2 separate regions of the Mus musculus genome follow, and region 1 is linked to region 2. A link is a contact called in public Hi-C data. All regions are on one chromosome and are shown on one strand. Each heading gives the region's core, a stretch centred on a gene start, on an enhancer-like site or on the middle of the called end of the contact. The rest is flanking DNA. Distances are from core to core; before and after follow the strand shown.

Evidence for each region. A called contact is a pair of places that touch in the nucleus more often than the background predicts.
Region 1: a Hi-C map of CD4 T cells shows a contact between it and region 2, with 6 times the contacts expected there. The contact joins the promoter of Dnajb6 here to the promoter of Chpf2 in region 2. A contact is called at or near these places in 1 of 39 promoter capture datasets (cranial neural crest) and 1 of 484 Hi-C or Micro-C datasets (CD4 T cells).

Annotation. Positions count from the first base shown.
Region 1 is chr5:29,733,949-29,737,514 of GRCm38.p6, forward strand. It overlaps Dnajb6 (DnaJ heat shock protein family (Hsp40) member B6), which reads left to right and starts at 1,950. Exons shown (of 8, transcript NM_011847.4): 1 at 1,950-2,168. Gm5129 (predicted gene 5129) reads right to left here and starts at 1,988. Exons shown (of 1, transcript NR_028426.1): 1 at 1,386-1,988.
Region 2 is chr5:24,584,786-24,588,003 of GRCm38.p6, forward strand. It overlaps Chpf2 (chondroitin polymerizing factor 2), which reads left to right and starts at 1,965. Exons shown (of 4, transcript NM_133913.2): 1 at 1,965-3,218.

The DNA.
Region 1 (3,566 bases), core at 700-3,199, 5.1 Mb after region 2:
TCTATATATTCTGTAGTCTTGGATGAACTGACCTCACAGAGATCCTCCACCTCTACCTCCCAAATTCTGGGATTAATAAGGTGTTCATTGGGGCTGGAGAGATGACTCAGTGGTTAAGAGCACCAACTGCTCTTCCAAAGGTCCTGAGTTCAAATCCCAGCAACCACATGGTGCCTCACAACCAACCGTAATGAGATCTGATGCCCTCTTCTGGTGCATCTGAAAACACCTACAGTGTACTTAGATATAATAATAAACAAACAAACAAACAAGGTGTTCATTCCCAGCCCCCAAAAGACTTTAATATAGATTTAATATCATGGGTCTTTTGAAAGCTCTGGGGAAAGATAAAACTAGGTCTACATGCAAACATGCACATGTCTGGAGTGAATCACATCCCCTGGAGCTGGAGTACTAGGCAGTTGTGGATCACCTGATATGGGTGTTGGGAATTGAACTCAGATCCTCTAGAAAGAGCAACTAATGTTTTTTACTGAGTCATCTCCTCAGACCCTGTGTTAGAATTCTTTTTTTTTTTTTTTTTTTTTTTTCTGAGACAGGGTTTCTCTGTGCAGCCCTGGCTGTCCTGGAACTCACTCTGTAGACCAGGCTGGCCTGGAACTCAGAAATCTGCCTGTCTCTGCCTCCCAAGTGCTGGGATTAAAGGCATTTGCCACCACTGCCCTGCGTGTTAGAATTCTTAAATGTCATGTGGCAAGAGGCTTCAGCCAGACTCTGAGGCGAGGGGACTCCTTTCCCTATTCTCTACCTTATAACTGGCTTTGTCTTTCGGCGCTGCTTCAATAGAAAGCTTGGGTTGCTGGGCTGTCAGCCCTGGAGTATGCAAGCACACACACCTTCCACTCGTCACTAGGCCAGACTCCTTGATTCCTGCCATTGAGGGTGGTAGTGGGTAAGATTGAGAGCAGAAAGGTGGAAGGAGAGGTGGAGGAAGGTAAAGGAAAGGGCGGGAACTTTTGTGCTTAGTTTTCATTTCAGTCTTGGACAGCCATCTTGTAGGGCTGAAAGTCAATTAGAAAAGAGATCTGGCCAAATTCTATGTTTCACAAAAGGGGAAGTGTAGTGTTTGGGAACCTTGGGGGCAGAACAGAAGCAAGGAGACAAGGAGCCATTCTGGAGGGTTCTATCTGGAGTTGAGTATATCCTACATGTGAGGGAGCATCCAAGGATCTGTGACTTCAGATCATGGGTCTCCACATCTTCTGTGCTTGTCCTTCTCAGGCGTTGAGAAGGTGGGCGTCCAACCATAACATTCTGAGATCAATATGTTCTCTTTCATTCTTACTTTCCAGTGCAGTGTTAGCTAACCTTTTGAAACTTACTGGGCAAGATGAAAAACTACTCATCCTATGGGTGTAAGTGGGGGTGGGGTGAGGATTTAAATGTCTATTTATTTATACAGGAGCTTATTGATTTATTGAGACAGGAGCTTATTGTGGGATCTGATGTCCTTCTCGGGTGTGTCCGAAGACAGTACATTCACATACAAAAAGTAAATACATCTTTAAAATAACCGTGTTTGAAATCTAGACCCTGGATTCAGCACTGCGAGTTGGTAATGATGAGGCCTCTCACGGTTCACTCTAAGTCGGGCCTGCTTGTTGGGTCGGCCGAACCTCGGGACCACAATTCTCCAAGTCCATAGGAGTGTGAGTCATACTACGCTATCAGGTCCTTATCTCCGAATCCACTGTGTCAGAGGCTGTGAGCGTCCTTCCTCCCAGCCTGCTTCCGGGCAAACGCAGGCTCCTTGGTTCGGCTACAGTCGCCTCAGGCTTTAGAGCCCTCCAGGCACAGAGCTTGCGCAAGGGGACGCTTCCCGCCCTATTCAGCCACCTTCGCCTATGTAAACCCTCCAGAATCCCACCGTCCTCAGCTCCGAGAATCTTCCGGAACGCTAGACCAGCGCTATCAAGTCCGACGCGCACGGAGGCTGCTGCGCACGTTAGCTTCAGGGCCGGGCGGAAGTCGACGTCGCCGGGCCGCGCCGCCACCGCGTGACGCACTTCCTGTTTGTTGTTGGAGAAAAGAAGAGAAAGGAAAGCGCGAGGAGACGCCGCCGCCGCCACCGCCACCAGCGCAGCTGTGCCACAGCCGCGAGGAGACCGGCCGCCTGACTTCCCTCCTCGCTGGCCGCCGTGTCCTCGGTGAGGGTCCGCGAGCCGCGGCGAAAAGCAGGGTTGACTACGGCGGGAGGGGAAGGCCTGCGAATGGGCTAACCCGCTTGGCTCCCGGAATACGGGTGCAGGAACCGGGTCGACAGTGGGGCCGGTACTGCTCACAAGGCCGAACGGGTTCCAGTCTAGGCTGTAGTCTTGTGTCTAGGTCTGGGGCTTAAGGTGTTCCTGGTCTGGGCCGGTTGTAGATTGGGTCTGTGGAGAGCGTTTGCCGTTCTTGGTCAGGCCTAGCTCGGGGCTTAGCTGCGGTCCGCTTCCCTAGTTCTCTGGTCGAAGGTGGCGGTTGGGTCCGGCACGCGCTAGGTCGGCCGCAGAGCTCCAGGAGTAGGCAAGGCTGGTGTCACCCAGTCCTGGCGTCCTCACTGCATTCTGCAAGCAAGGGGTCAGGTGGCCTGCGAAGAGCAGGACTCCCATGGAAGGCGCAATCACCGGCCCAGGCCTCCAGGCAGCGAAGGGGGCCGGGTGGGAAGGCCAAGGCGGTTTCCAGGGACTGTTGGGAAGTTTGCTAGGCGACCCGCCTGGCTCAGCTTACTTTTAAAACTAGTTTGATGTTGGCCTCGAAGGTTGCTTTGCTGTGGTTTACGTAACAAAGTTTATGTAACTGGAGTTTACACTAAGTCTTAATTTACTTCGGTTGTGTTGACAAGGAACTCTGCACTGCAAACTAAAAGGTCTTAAAAACTTTGGAGATGGAGTTTTTTTTTTTTTTTTTAAACAGGAGGGGTTTGTCAAGTTTTAAAAGCTTTGTTACCGAAGAAGTTGTATGTGAACCGTTGAAAGGGAATGGTGGGGATGGTCCCACCTTCTAAGGTGGGGAGTGCCTGCCCAGTGCAGCCACTTTGGTTTTTTTGTAACGTCTTTATTTGAACCTTAGATTTGTGGTTAGGGTTTACGCATTCTAGGCCGTAGAATCTCAGGACGCTCAGCTTGCTAGGGAAGTGATACCAACTTTAAGGCAACTGTTTTAGTAGAAATATTGGACATAAAAGCCAGAGGAGGGAACAACCTAAAGAACAAGCGCCCTGATATTTGAACTTAGTCTGTTCTTGTTTGTAAAGTAAACCCCACAGTAGACTTACTGATTCCTGGAAGGACTCCTTTGTTGTACTTTGGGATATCGCCACCACAGGCCGAATTGCCCTCCGGTGTGTGATTACGGTGTCATCAGTACACACACTTGGGTGGAGCTTTGGAATTAGGAAGAACATGAAAGAAATATGGGAAGAAATGCTGCCTTTTGTAGGTATGGTTGACTTGGAAGTTTCAGTCTTCTCTTCACTCTTGCCCAGGCAGACCATGCCTGTCTTTTTGTTTGTTTGTTTGTTTGTTTTTGAGACAGGGTTTCTCTGTAGCCCTGGCTGTCCCTGA
Region 2 (3,218 bases), core at 715-3,214:
GTAGTGTTCCCTGGACTTGGGTCTTGAACTGCAGGGAAAGGAGAAAGCTGCCTGAACACCTGCATTCAACGGCCTCTCTTTCCTGGTGCAGTGTGATCTGCTCCCTGAAGCCCCCACTGCCAGACTGACTGTACACTGGAACAATGAACTAAAACAAACCAATCACAGCAGCAGGGAACGTGCTTAACACAGAAGATGCAAGGTCGCTGAAATACAGCTACTCAGAAGTCCCTAGGCACATGGAATAAACTACACAAGTTCTTTCACCAAGGACCGTCTGAGAGTGGCTGTTTTTACTGAGCTGTAACACTTGTGGAAGGGTTCTCTTTCCCGAAGCATTCATCGCTGGACCTTGGCTGTCCAGACTCACGCTGCTGCTCACTCTGCCCCGGTCACTGTTGCTGCCTCTGTAGCTGGACCTAGGCTATCTGCCCAGTGCAAGCTGCCCAAACCTCATCTCTTCTCTTCTGAGAGCTGTAACACTTCCGGCACTCCTGGCTGGACCCAGGCCCCCTGGAACCTATCCATCTTGGTTCTGCCTAGAGACTGGTAACCCCAGCACTTTTGAGACTTAGGTAGGAAGATGGCTGTGATTTCAAGATCACCCTGATCTACATAGCAAGACCTTGTCTCAAGGAAACAAAACAAGTGATACACGTTATAACCGTAAAACATGGCTAGGATTTCAGTTTGCATATGGAAAAATGTAAAACATCAGTACAGTAGCTTTTCATATTGCTTATATGTTGAATTGATATTTTATTTATACCTAATACCATAAAATATTAAATATTTTATACCTAATATGTGTGTTTATTAAATATATTTATACCTAATACGATAAAATATTAAGTTAATTCCACCTGCTTCTTTTAGTTTAATAATTGTGGCTATAGTCAGGTGTGTTGGTACATGATCGTGATCCCAGCACTGAAAGGCAGGAGCAGGTGGATCTGTGAGTTTAAGGTCAAAGTCAGATGGCCAGACCCAATGTCAAAAATAAAGCAATAGCCGGGTGGGGTGGCACACACCTTTAATCCCAGCACTTGGGAGGCAGAGGCAGGTGGTTTTCTGAGTTTGAGGCCAGCCTGGTCTACAAAGTGAGTTCTAGGACATCCAGGGCTATACAGAGAAACCTTGCCTCGAAAAACGAGAGAGAGAGAGACAGAGAGAGAGGGAGAGAGAGAGAGAGAGAGAGAGAGAGAGAGAGAGAGAGAGATTGTCATGAATGTGACAGTACAAATGTATTCTGAACACTGACATACATTTATAAATGGTAAAAGTTCTCCAAAGTGGTAGCTTTGTACATCCGAAGCCTGACAATCTTCCTTCCGTCCAAGTGAGTTGTTTCTTACAGATGTAGCATAGGGAAGGTGTGGTACACACCTTTAACAATAGTGTGGTATCAGAAGACAACTTGATGGAGTCAGTTTTCTCTTTTCACCAGACATAGAACTCAGATTATCAGTCTCGGTGGCAACCACCTTCACATGGTGAGTCACCTGACTGGTGCTTAATTCCGTACTTTTCTGCCTTGAGACACCAGAGTGTGTTAGTATCCATGGCTTGCTTCAAGCGATTCTCACCGCCTTAAAACTACTGAGTTCTAGGTTAGCCCAGGTCTGTTCGTTCCTGGTCACATGTCCCTCATCCTTTTACCTAGTAGAGTTGAAAATTTAGTAGAGAAACATTTCTTGAGCCGCTAAATAGGCGCTGGTGTTGCGCGGCCGGTTTAGTTGAAGCGTGCTCAGAAAAGGGGAGGGCATCTTTCTTTAGCGCTAACAGGGTTGAGATGAATTGGGGAGCGTCTCTGTGCAGACGGGATTCACTCACCGTGGCGCTAGGAGCCAGGGCGTTGGAATCCAGAGGTGCAGCAGCAACCATAGAGAGCGACTGTAAGGAGCGAGGGGCCGGATGCGGTCACCATAGAGACGGGAGACTGACAGGCAGCGGAAGAGGAAGCCGAGGGCTGGCTTGTGAGGTGGCAGCGGCAGCAAAGCGGAGCTCCTCGGCCCGCCACAGGGTGGGCTCACCCGCGAGGCGGCTCCGTCTGCCGTGGGGCTTGGGTGTTCCTGTTCCCCTGCCCGGCAGGACCTGAGAACCCGCTCGGTCCTGCTGTCCGCCGCGAGCTCCCCTCCACCGCCCAAGTTCGCAGAGCAAACCAGCTGGACGCAAGGCCTTTTCTGCAGTCGTGGGACGTAGGCGATTAATTTCTGTCTCCAGACGGCCGGCTAGGACTCGCTCTGTCCCTTCTTCTGGGGGCTGGCACGGTGCTGTGGTCGCCAAGGGAATAATAGGGCACTGACTGGCGCCCTATTGGAAGGTGCCCTGTTGGAAGGTGGTGAGCCTCTGCTGGCCTTCCCAGACCCCCGCGTTTCTCTAACTGCTGCTGTCTCCCGGCTTGCTTTTGCTTTATTTGGCTTTGTTTGATAACCTCTAGCCACAGCAAGAGTGTCTGTAATTTGTCTCCTGCTGTTCTTAGATATGTGGGCAGCATAGCTTTGCAGGACGAGTAGGATGGCTAGCAAAATGGCTCCATCAGCCATTGCGCTCCTATGAGAGGCCAGCTGTGCTGAGTCACTGTGACTGCTCACCTCATTTGGGTGGGTAGGTGGGTGGGCACCATTCATAGCTGGTGATCTTATCTGACAAGGAGGGGATTTCTAGAGTCTGTGGCTCTCTTTGACACTCAGGAGCGGGGTGGAAGGAGGTGCTGACCCCTTCTCTAGTGCTTGCCTGCAGCAGCGGCAGATCAGCAGTTCCTCTGGGGCCTGAGGAGACATAGTGGGCCAGGATAGCTTCAGCATGGCACAGGGTGTCTGAGGCAGGCCCTTTTGGTCAGACTGTTGTTGGAATGGCGCATGCACTTTGCCCTAAGCTCTGTGTCACTGGGTGCTGCTGACTTGAATTAGGCCCATGTTTCAAATGGCTGTAGACCTTCTGGGGTTAGGTTTGGCAGGACTGCACTTTCTTTTTTCTTTTTCCTGGACTACAGACTGCAATCCCCGTAGGGAGTGGCATTGCTCACATAGACATTAGTATTTTACTGAGGGTATCAGCACCATGGCCACTGAAGACCAGACATAGGGTTGGGAAGACTTGGTGGGGATGCTGGGCTCCTTTTTCTGTTGCTGACCTCGTTGACTCCGGGTTCTCTGGGTAAAACCGTGGGCTACTGCTGGCCTGTGGCCCATCAACCTACTCATCCTTGAGACTGT